Linked DNA regions of Zea mays: all the other regions are linked to region 1. The links are chromatin contacts, called in public Hi-C maps. All regions are on one chromosome and are shown on one strand. Each heading gives the region's core, a stretch centred on a gene start, on an enhancer-like site or on the middle of the called end of the contact. The rest is flanking DNA. Distances are from core to core; before and after follow the strand shown.

Evidence for each region. Hi-C and Micro-C count contacts between places; a contact is called where the count stands out from the background.
Region 2: a contact with region 1 is called in a Hi-C map of tassel, with 2.8 times the contacts expected there. The contact joins the enhancer-like site here to the promoter of LOC100273031 in region 1. A contact is called at or near these places in 2 of 25 Hi-C or Micro-C datasets (ear and tassel).
Region 3: a Hi-C map of endosperm shows a contact between it and region 1, with 3 times the contacts expected there. The contact joins the promoter of LOC103647268 here to the promoter of LOC100273031 in region 1. A contact is called at or near these places in 2 of 25 Hi-C or Micro-C datasets (endosperm and tassel).

Annotation. Positions count from the first base shown.
Region 1 is chr2:170,088,257-170,091,091 of Zm-B73-REFERENCE-NAM-5.0, forward strand. LOC100273031 reads right to left here and starts at 1,257. Exons shown (of 9, transcript NM_001349924.1): 1 at 855-1,257; 2 at 294-378; 3 at 97-213. The coding sequence starts at 1,233.
Region 2 is chr2:169,948,083-169,950,950 of Zm-B73-REFERENCE-NAM-5.0, forward strand. No RefSeq gene overlaps it. Among protein-coding and RNA genes, the nearest start is that of LOC103649070, 22 kb to the left of the region's middle. Within about 2 kb of position 1,614, at least 6 of the 20 cell types and tissues checked have an H3K27ac peak or open chromatin away from gene starts, as enhancers often do. A contact at or near this core is called in ear and tassel, where this site is marked.
Region 3 is chr2:170,309,966-170,312,990 of Zm-B73-REFERENCE-NAM-5.0, forward strand. It overlaps LOC103647268 (ENTH/VHS family protein), which reads left to right and starts at 1,274. Exons shown (of 6, transcript XM_008671820.3): 1 at 1,274-1,865. The coding sequence starts at 1,545.

The sequences.
Region 1 (2,835 bases), core at 7-2,506:
TTGTCCTACAAAATTCAATAGTGGCACTGAAGATGGCACACATAAAATGGCACCAAGATATTATGACCGTTACGGTAACTTCATGAGTAAACATACCAGTGGAACTGCAACATGTCCAATGCAGTAACATCCATCCTCTTCCTGGATCTGTTGATATTATCCTCAACATAACTTCTTGTCATCTTAACCGGGGGTGGTACCCACTTTGTAAGCCTGCACGACTAAGTCAGAATCAAGTAGAGACAGCAGAAACAGCTAAGATGTAAGTGACAGAGACAGAATTGCTCACTCACCCCTTGACTTCTTCAAGAAACTCAGGTGGGCGCTCCCTCCTAATTCTGTTGATGAACATGCCATACAAATCCTCTGCTGGCCCATCTGCCAGGACAACAATTATACATCAGTGTAAAACTGAAAACAAGATCAGTCCTGCTACATTATATGTTGGGATATAAAAACACGATACAGCCTAGACAGCTAACTGTTAGCTGCCACAGTTCAGTTCCCATCTAATGTCTAATGAGAGTGTAAAATTTTTAACACTTAACTATTTCTGAAGTGCATAAAACGTTGCCTATTTCTCAAGATGTATAAATAGGACGTATGAACACACTGTACAAGCTCCTAGCTCAAACAGCACAATTTCTCACAAGTTTCATTAGCAGTTTCAGCTAGGTGCAGCATTTGCACTTGCACATCAACTGGTTACACGCAACCGGAATCAGAAGATATAGTAGCACTTGATTTCACCATAGAAAGAAGAATAAACACGTGCATGCTAGGTGTTCGTGCGAATGCCGAGCATAGAGGGCGCAGAGATACTGGTAAGACAAGGGGAAGGATACGAGAAGTACAGTGGTCAGCCATATCGAAGGTGGAGAGTCCGGCGTCGGCGTGCGCGAGCATGGCGTCAACCGCGGCGTCGCGGTCTATGCGGCCCCACCCTCCGCTGGTCTGCCACATGCCGTTGAGCACCCGGCATATCGCCAAGGAGTCCCCGCGGTTGCTGACGGTCGTCACCCTTGTCGGACCCGCGGTGGCCGTGTCCGTCGCGGATCCAGCCGCGCACCTCGCGGGCGCCAGGCGGCGTGGGCGGGGAGGCGGCGGCGCCGCGGCAGCCGGGTGGACGACGCGCGCTGCGGTGGACGACATGGGACTCGTGTTCGTGCGAGCGCGCGCGCCACGGAGACGGAGGCGAAGTGATAAGGCGCTGCTGGCCCAAGGGCCTCGCATTGGGTTTGAGGCTTTGGGCTGCTTGGATCTTCCCGCTAGAGATGTCAATGGATATCCGAAACTCGGAACCTGATGGATTTTTACCCATTAGAGTATTAGTTTGAGTCAATTTTTATACATGGATTTGTTAATGAGGATAAATCTATACCTAATAGGTTCATGAGTACGAGTTTGTTCCTATAGTACCTAAACCTGTGAACCCGTGAGTTTTTTAAACCCGATCAAACCTATTATGTATTGTCATTTTATTTTATAAACGAACAACAAACTTGTTATCTCCTTATTTACTTCCTATTTTTTTATCAATGGTGAATGTTTAAGTAGCTGGTGAGAGTGTTGCTTGCTTGCTATTATAGTTTTTACTAGCATTATATATGTGGATAGTGCAAGGTCACTTGATTATACAACTTATTATTTATATTTCATTCTCTTTACTAATAATTTTTATACCAAATCATGAACTCATTGTTCATCACATAAATTTTGGACCACGATCTCATTATTCATTATAATTTATTTATTATGAGAAGAACAAGCATATTCGAGATAAAACTCGTGGGTACCCGCTAACCCTGATGGGTACGGGTTTGGACAAAATTTCAAACTCGATATGGGTATGGGTTTTTTTAATGGGTATAGATATTTTTCATGGGTACGGGTTTGGGATGGCAAAACCTAGTGGATTTGTACTCGTTGCCATCTCTACTCCCCGCGGAGGTGTGTGTGTGAGTGGGGGGTCTTGTTATATTTTTGTTGGTGTTTTTTAGTCCACAAAATATATAAGGGCCAGTTTGAAAACTTAACAGCGCATTTGGTCCGATGGTGTATCTCGTTCATCATGGCCCAGCTCCAAATGAAGCGGTCCAGCGGTTTCTCGTGGAGTGAGTTGATCATGCATGCTTACATAACATAGAAATCAAGGGGCGGGCAATTAGATAGAGAACACGTGATGTAGCGAAACTGATTGCAAAAGAGGGTAAATTGGTCACTTTAAGATTATCATCTGGTGAGGTCCGTTTGGTATCCCAAAATTGCTTAGCAACAGTCGCACAAGTGGGTAATGTTGGTGTGAACTAAAAAAGTTTGGGTAGAGCCGGATCTAAGTGTTGGCTAGGTAAATGTCTCGTAGTAAGAGGGGTTTATATTATTCCGCGATTCAAACCAAACGTTGATGTAGGCTCGGAGGCAGGTTCGGATGACTTCAAAAGTAGCCCAACCTACAAACCAAACACGTCGTGAATCTACTCTGGGATTTCCAAGAATTGAGGGGCAAATTAGTTTGATTTTCCTCTCAACCCCTCAAAATCATGGAGGAGATTTAAATTTCCAAACTAGCCCAGGTATACTAAATTTCCATACGTTGAGGATGTGATATAAAAGGCCACACGGGTATACTCCCTCTGTTTACAAATATATGACGTTATTGACTTTTTTAAAAAAAAAACTTTAACCAGTCGTTTTATTAAAAAAATTATAAGTTATCATTTATTTTGTACTGATGTGTTTTATCGCTCAAATTTGTTTGAATGTGATTTAAAATTTTACATTTTTGAATAAATATTTTGAATAAGTTGAGTGGTTAAGGTTTTTTTAAATGCCAAC
Region 2 (2,868 bases), core at 364-2,863, 140 kb before region 1:
AATCAGAGCCTCTTCCTTTTTATAGAACCCAAATTATTTCTAAATCGCATGAGCCTTTTTAAGTCGGATAACAATGTGTCCTCTATATTAGTCGTTTACAGTCTTCTCTAAAGGGTTCTCTCTTATATATCTTATTCATCTTTAATGGGGTTCTCTATATCATGTCCTCTATGCATAAATACATATATTAGAGATATATTTTGCTCTAATTTTTGATACGCACATATTTATCATACCCTTAGAGCATCTCCAAGAAATCGCGTAAAGTCTCCCCAAAACCAATTTTGAGCGGTGAACCATTGTTTTACTTGCGCGACAATATTTCTCCCCCCAAACACTTGTGCGAGCATCTGGTTGGTTTCCGCGTGAATTGGCCGTGCAAGCACGTTTAGACCTGATTTGGTGACAAGGGGATCACGGGAGGATTGGAGGAGATTGAGGGGGAAATGAACTAATTTCCCCTCAATCCCCTCCAATCCCCCCGTGATCCCTAATCACCAAATCAGCCCTTATGAGTTCGCCGAGTCCTCATGGGAGGCGTCGGAGGAGGAGGATTTTTTTTTGCGGCGGTGGAATGTGTGAAACCGTCCAGATTATTTCAGCTTAAGTGTCTAAGTCCTGCCTTAGAGTCGATGACACACTTAAATCAGAATAAACTATCAATTCGTCGCATCTAGTCCAATAAAATCACTTACACCAGATCAAATACCACTTGCTCACTCGAAGGTGAGATACATAGAAATACAATAATTCATAACACCACAAATTAATAAGTACCAAATATGTCATAGGAGTTTTAAAACAGTAAACCATAGTTTTTCATGTAGCGGAAATAAACTAACGATGATAACTGGGTAGCATGGCGAAGCGTGGCTAAGCTACTCCTCCTGGTCGTCTCCTGAAGAGGCAGCATCCCACTCGATCGTCTATCCCGGTAGTAAGGTGGAAGGCCAAGTCACATCATCAATCATCTCTTGCAAGGTACCTGAAAATTTGGTACCACAAGAAGGCTGAGTATACTAAAACTTAGCTAGACTTACCCGTGTGAGGAGTCTACTCCTCTACCTCTAGACATGAAGTTGTTTGGCTAAGTGGTTTGGTTTGCCAAAGGCACTAGCTGATTCTAATTTAATTTTTTAGCTTTCAGGTTCTATAATAGTACCTTAGACTAGATGAGCACCTAAGAGCAACTTCAATAGTTCTCTAAACAACTCTCTAAATCTTAAATTTAAGAAGTAAACAGAAAAATGCTTCTCCAATGGTTCTCTAAATAGACTTGCTAAATTTACTTAGTTGCTATTCAACTCTATTTACTCTCCACATTAGCACTGGGCATAAAACCCGAGCCCGAAGCCCTGTACCCGAAATACCCGAACCCGTACCCGTATAGCCCAAAACCCGTTACCCGAATAGCATTTGCGGGTAACAAAACTAAATACCCGAATTAAATTCGGGCTTAATCGGGTATTATGCTACGGTACCCGAAGTACCCATACTACCCGAAGTCTGCTGGCAGCGCGCCATCGCCCCTCAGTTCTCAGTTCTCAGTGTACTGCGGTTGTGCCTGAGCTAGTGCCACACTGCCAGTCTGCCACTGCGCAATGCGCATGCCGCATGATGCCGTTCAGGCGTTCAGCTATGGACTGAAGGCTGAAGCGGTGAAGCAAGCCTGAGCTAGTGCGGACGTGCGGTGCCTGGCTGCCTGCGCCTGATGGCTGATGCCTGAAGCCTGATGCCGTTCAGCTGTTGTGCACTACTAGTCTACTGCACTGTTTCACTGTTTTAATTTTTAAATAATTTGTGACTGGAATATTGTTTCACTGTTTTAATTTTTAAATAATGTGTACTGTGTCTGTGTACTCTATAGTCTATATTCTCTCTATTATTGTTTCACTGGAATATTGACTATGGGTATTTTGGTATTACCCGAACCCGTACCCGAAAGTACGGGTACCCAAAATTACGGGTACCCGACATTACGGGTACGAGTTCGGGTTTAGATGTTTAAAACCCGAAATATAAAAAACCCGAAAAACCCGACCCGAAATACCGGGTAAACCCGAACGCCCAGCTCTACTCCACATTTAGCAACTCGGTAGGAACTCCCTAAATGTAGTTGACGTCAATTTCTTCACACTAGCGTGATTATTTTTCCGTTTCGCACACAGTGAGGTAGACAGGTATAGCACGCTCTTTTTTCACTTTCTAGCATAATGAGATAGCTAGGTCAAACATGTATGACACAAGTTTCTCCTTCATCGTCGAACCCAACTTTCTCATAGGTTGCGCCACCTGACCACCACTCCTCCATAGTGAGTATCGATCGGCCTTTTCTCTTTCGCCCTCACATAGGGGCAGGGCCGCTAAATCTAGATTCAAAATCGAACTACTTCCTAAATATGAGCAACTATTGGAGACTAAGTTATTTTTTACTTCCAATAGCTATTTAGCAACTTGCTAAACATGATTTTAGCAAGCTATTTTTTAGAGAACTATTGAAGTTGCTCTAACTATCCACACATGGTAGCAGTCATTAAGTCAAACAACAGCTTTTGCAGGTAACCTCATTTCCACTTATTACTCAATGCAATACAATGAATCAAGCAGTCTCATTAGCTGCGAGAAGCAGACAATTCGAATCGAGTTTTAACCCTACAAGGTAAACCTAAACACACGACGTGTAGGGGACTTTCCGACCCCACACACATGAACCGTCCACATCGATCCCCCGTTCGTGGCCAGGGCCCACTACCTTGGATACAATGGCCCACTGCGACGGACCCAGTCGTGTAGTGACTGCCCTTGTACCCACCATATCTGGAATGGGAGACCAAGTCTCAGGACTAGTGAGTGGGATAAAGTCTGTGT
Region 3 (3,025 bases), core at 24-2,523, 220 kb after region 1:
TTCTTTTTTTACTAAGTAAAAGTTCTTTACCTAGCCTGTTGAAGTTGCTCCAAATAGAAGAGACCCTTTGGTATGGCTCTTTGAGCGGCTTTAGCTCACGCTCATCATGAAGCTCTATCAAACGGTCACAAAAAATACTTCTCGTCGAGAGCCCTTCAAAAGCTGGAGTTGTAGAGCACTAAAAACATGACTTTTATTGGTTCCTCCTACATTTTCTTCATACATTATTTGATTTGAAAGAAACATGTACAAACTATTTTTCTAAATGAAATGTAAAACGGCTCTGGCTCCTCCAGAGAAGCTAGAGCCGAGATGACAATGAGTACATACCCACCGGGTATTAATACCCTATACACATACTCATGACAAAAAAATAACTCCGTCGGATCAATCATATCCACTAATGAGTATGAATTTACCCCCCTACACATACCCGTGTGGGTATGGGTCATCGCGTACCCACAAACATTAGACATCTATCATATACGCTAAACATCATTCAATAAATATAAATGAACTGTATAAAATATCAGCTACTAAACATCACATTTAAATAAAACCATGTGCCAAAATTAAGCATCACACCATTTGAATTCTAATAATGTAGACACACTCCAAAAATAAAACTGTATAGCTAGGATTATGCTAAAATCTATATAAATAATATCTAATTATATAGCAGCATAAGAAACAACTATAAATCTGCTTGACCAGGATTAGGAGTATGACTGTTTGTGGATTGTGCCTGTCTATGAACTTCTAGAGTAGAAAAAGATCATATAGCTAGGGTTTCATTTATTTTGGGATGGGTCAAGTGCTCAAATTTATGTTTTTGGCTAAGGGGGTGTTTGGATTAGTCTCTAGTTTTTAGTCCCACTTAGTCCTTTTTTTGCCAAACACTAGGATTAAAATATGGACTAAAATAATTTAGTATTTAGTCCTTCACATAGGTGCTAAAAGAGACTAAAAGCCCACAATTATCCTATTGTACTTACCTTCCATCTGTAGTATTCGGTTGTGAGAGCATGTTTGTATGGACAACTAATGTTGTGAGTGTATTCCAAGGGCATTTGAGTCTTTGGACATTGTTTTTAATGACTTTAGAATCTGTTTAGTCTCTAGAACTAAATAAGTAGGGACTAAAGTTTAGTTCTAGGACTAATTGAAACCAAACATAGTGTTAAGTTTATTTCCAGAACTGCCAAATGAGGCAAAAATATCTCAACAATCGACCATCACACGCAAGACACCAGCAACAAATTCCACAAATAGCATGGGTCCATTTGATAAAAGGGCAGCCAGCAGTGTGTGTGCCTGTGCCATGGTCTCGGTCTGCGCGTCCTCTTCGTCGTTTCACGGCTCGCGTTACCGTCCCAGCCAAGCCGCCGCTTCTGCCTCCTCGCCGTCGCTGACGCCCAATCCATTCCCCCCGGATCCTCAGAGGCCAGCCGCTTCGATTACGCGCCTCGCCTTGCAAACCCTAGCTCCCCCGCCCTCTCCCTCTCCCATGGGCCCGAAACCCTAGTACCTAGTATCCCCCCTTCATGCGCGCCTCCGCGGTCCCCATGGAGGCCTCCGCTTCCGCCCGCAGATCCGCCGCGGGCCCCGACCCCCGCGCCAAGAAGCCGCGCCTCGCGCCGCCGCCTCGGGACCCCAGATCTTACGCCGCCACCGCCTCCTCCAATGGCAACACAAGCGCCGCCGAGCAAGCGCTGGTCGACGAGCTGCTCGGCCAGTACCGGACCGCGCTCGGGGAGCTCACCTTCAACTCCAAGCCCATCATCACCAACCTCACCATCATCGCCGGCGAGAACCTTCAGGCCGCCAAGCCCATAGCCGCTCTCATCTGCGCCAACATCCTCGAGGTGACCTTTGTCTTTGACTCCTCTTACGCTCGTCAAACTGCCGTCTTCCCCTCCTCTTTCTCAATTGACCATGTAAAAGTAATTCTAAGGCGCCATCAAGTAGTGACAAGCACCCACTGGCTGTCTGTTATGCTAGATATATCACATGTGCTCGGTGGTGCGGTAGGATTACCAGGCCGCTGTACATTGTATACACTAGTGTCCATGCTAGCTATCAAGATCAATAGCTGTGATGTTGCGAAGCCAGTTGTTCTGCGTACAATAGATGCAAAAGCAAATGCTGATTTACCTATCGTTGCTGAGAAATCTCCCCCCATCTGTTCTCTCCCTCTTGCTCTCTTGTGTCTACGGAACACACTTTGTGATGCTATATAAAGGGCAGACCCTGTGCTGGAGGCTCCCACTTTGTGATGCTGTATATATGGTTTATATGATTTCAAACGTGAAGTTTGTCGCTCAACTTCGATTCTCAAGTGTTCAATTGTTCATGGGTTTATAAATTCCATACTCCTGTGACACTGCAAAACAAATATGAACATTGTGGTTTGAACCACACTCTACTAATTAGAGGGCTACAGCAGTTACCACTGGTACGGAAACATCATAATTATCAGCTTATGGTTGACTATCGAACCAGGCTTCAAAAAGCATTTCATTCCTACGCTCCCCACAAACTTGTGCACAGATTACATCCTCACGCTGCAGTAACTACTATACTGTTCTCATGCTGACCAGTGACAAAGTTATCAACTTGTGTACCCCAATCAGTTGAATGGCAATGTGTTCCAGGTTTCAGAAAGTTCTACTACAAACTGAAGTTTATGATACACCGTCATGTACATATGAAAAATATATTGATGCACTGATAAAAGGGCAGGATATTGTGAAGTATAATATATGCCACCACAAGCGCGGCCTGCACTGGGCTTCTCCTTACACTCCTGGATAGCCGGCTAACTGCTGAGCGTTGGTTGACTTGGTTTGTGTATTACTTTGTGTAACCTTGCTGCAATACACGGTTTGAGACGGCATGTTATCTATGCTCATTTTTTTTCCTTGGTTGTATTTTAAAAGGAAAAATTACTGGATGCTTTAGAAGTAAGGTTGAGTCTTAGTCACTGGATAAAAGGAATGACAAATAAACACCATTGAACCTTCTC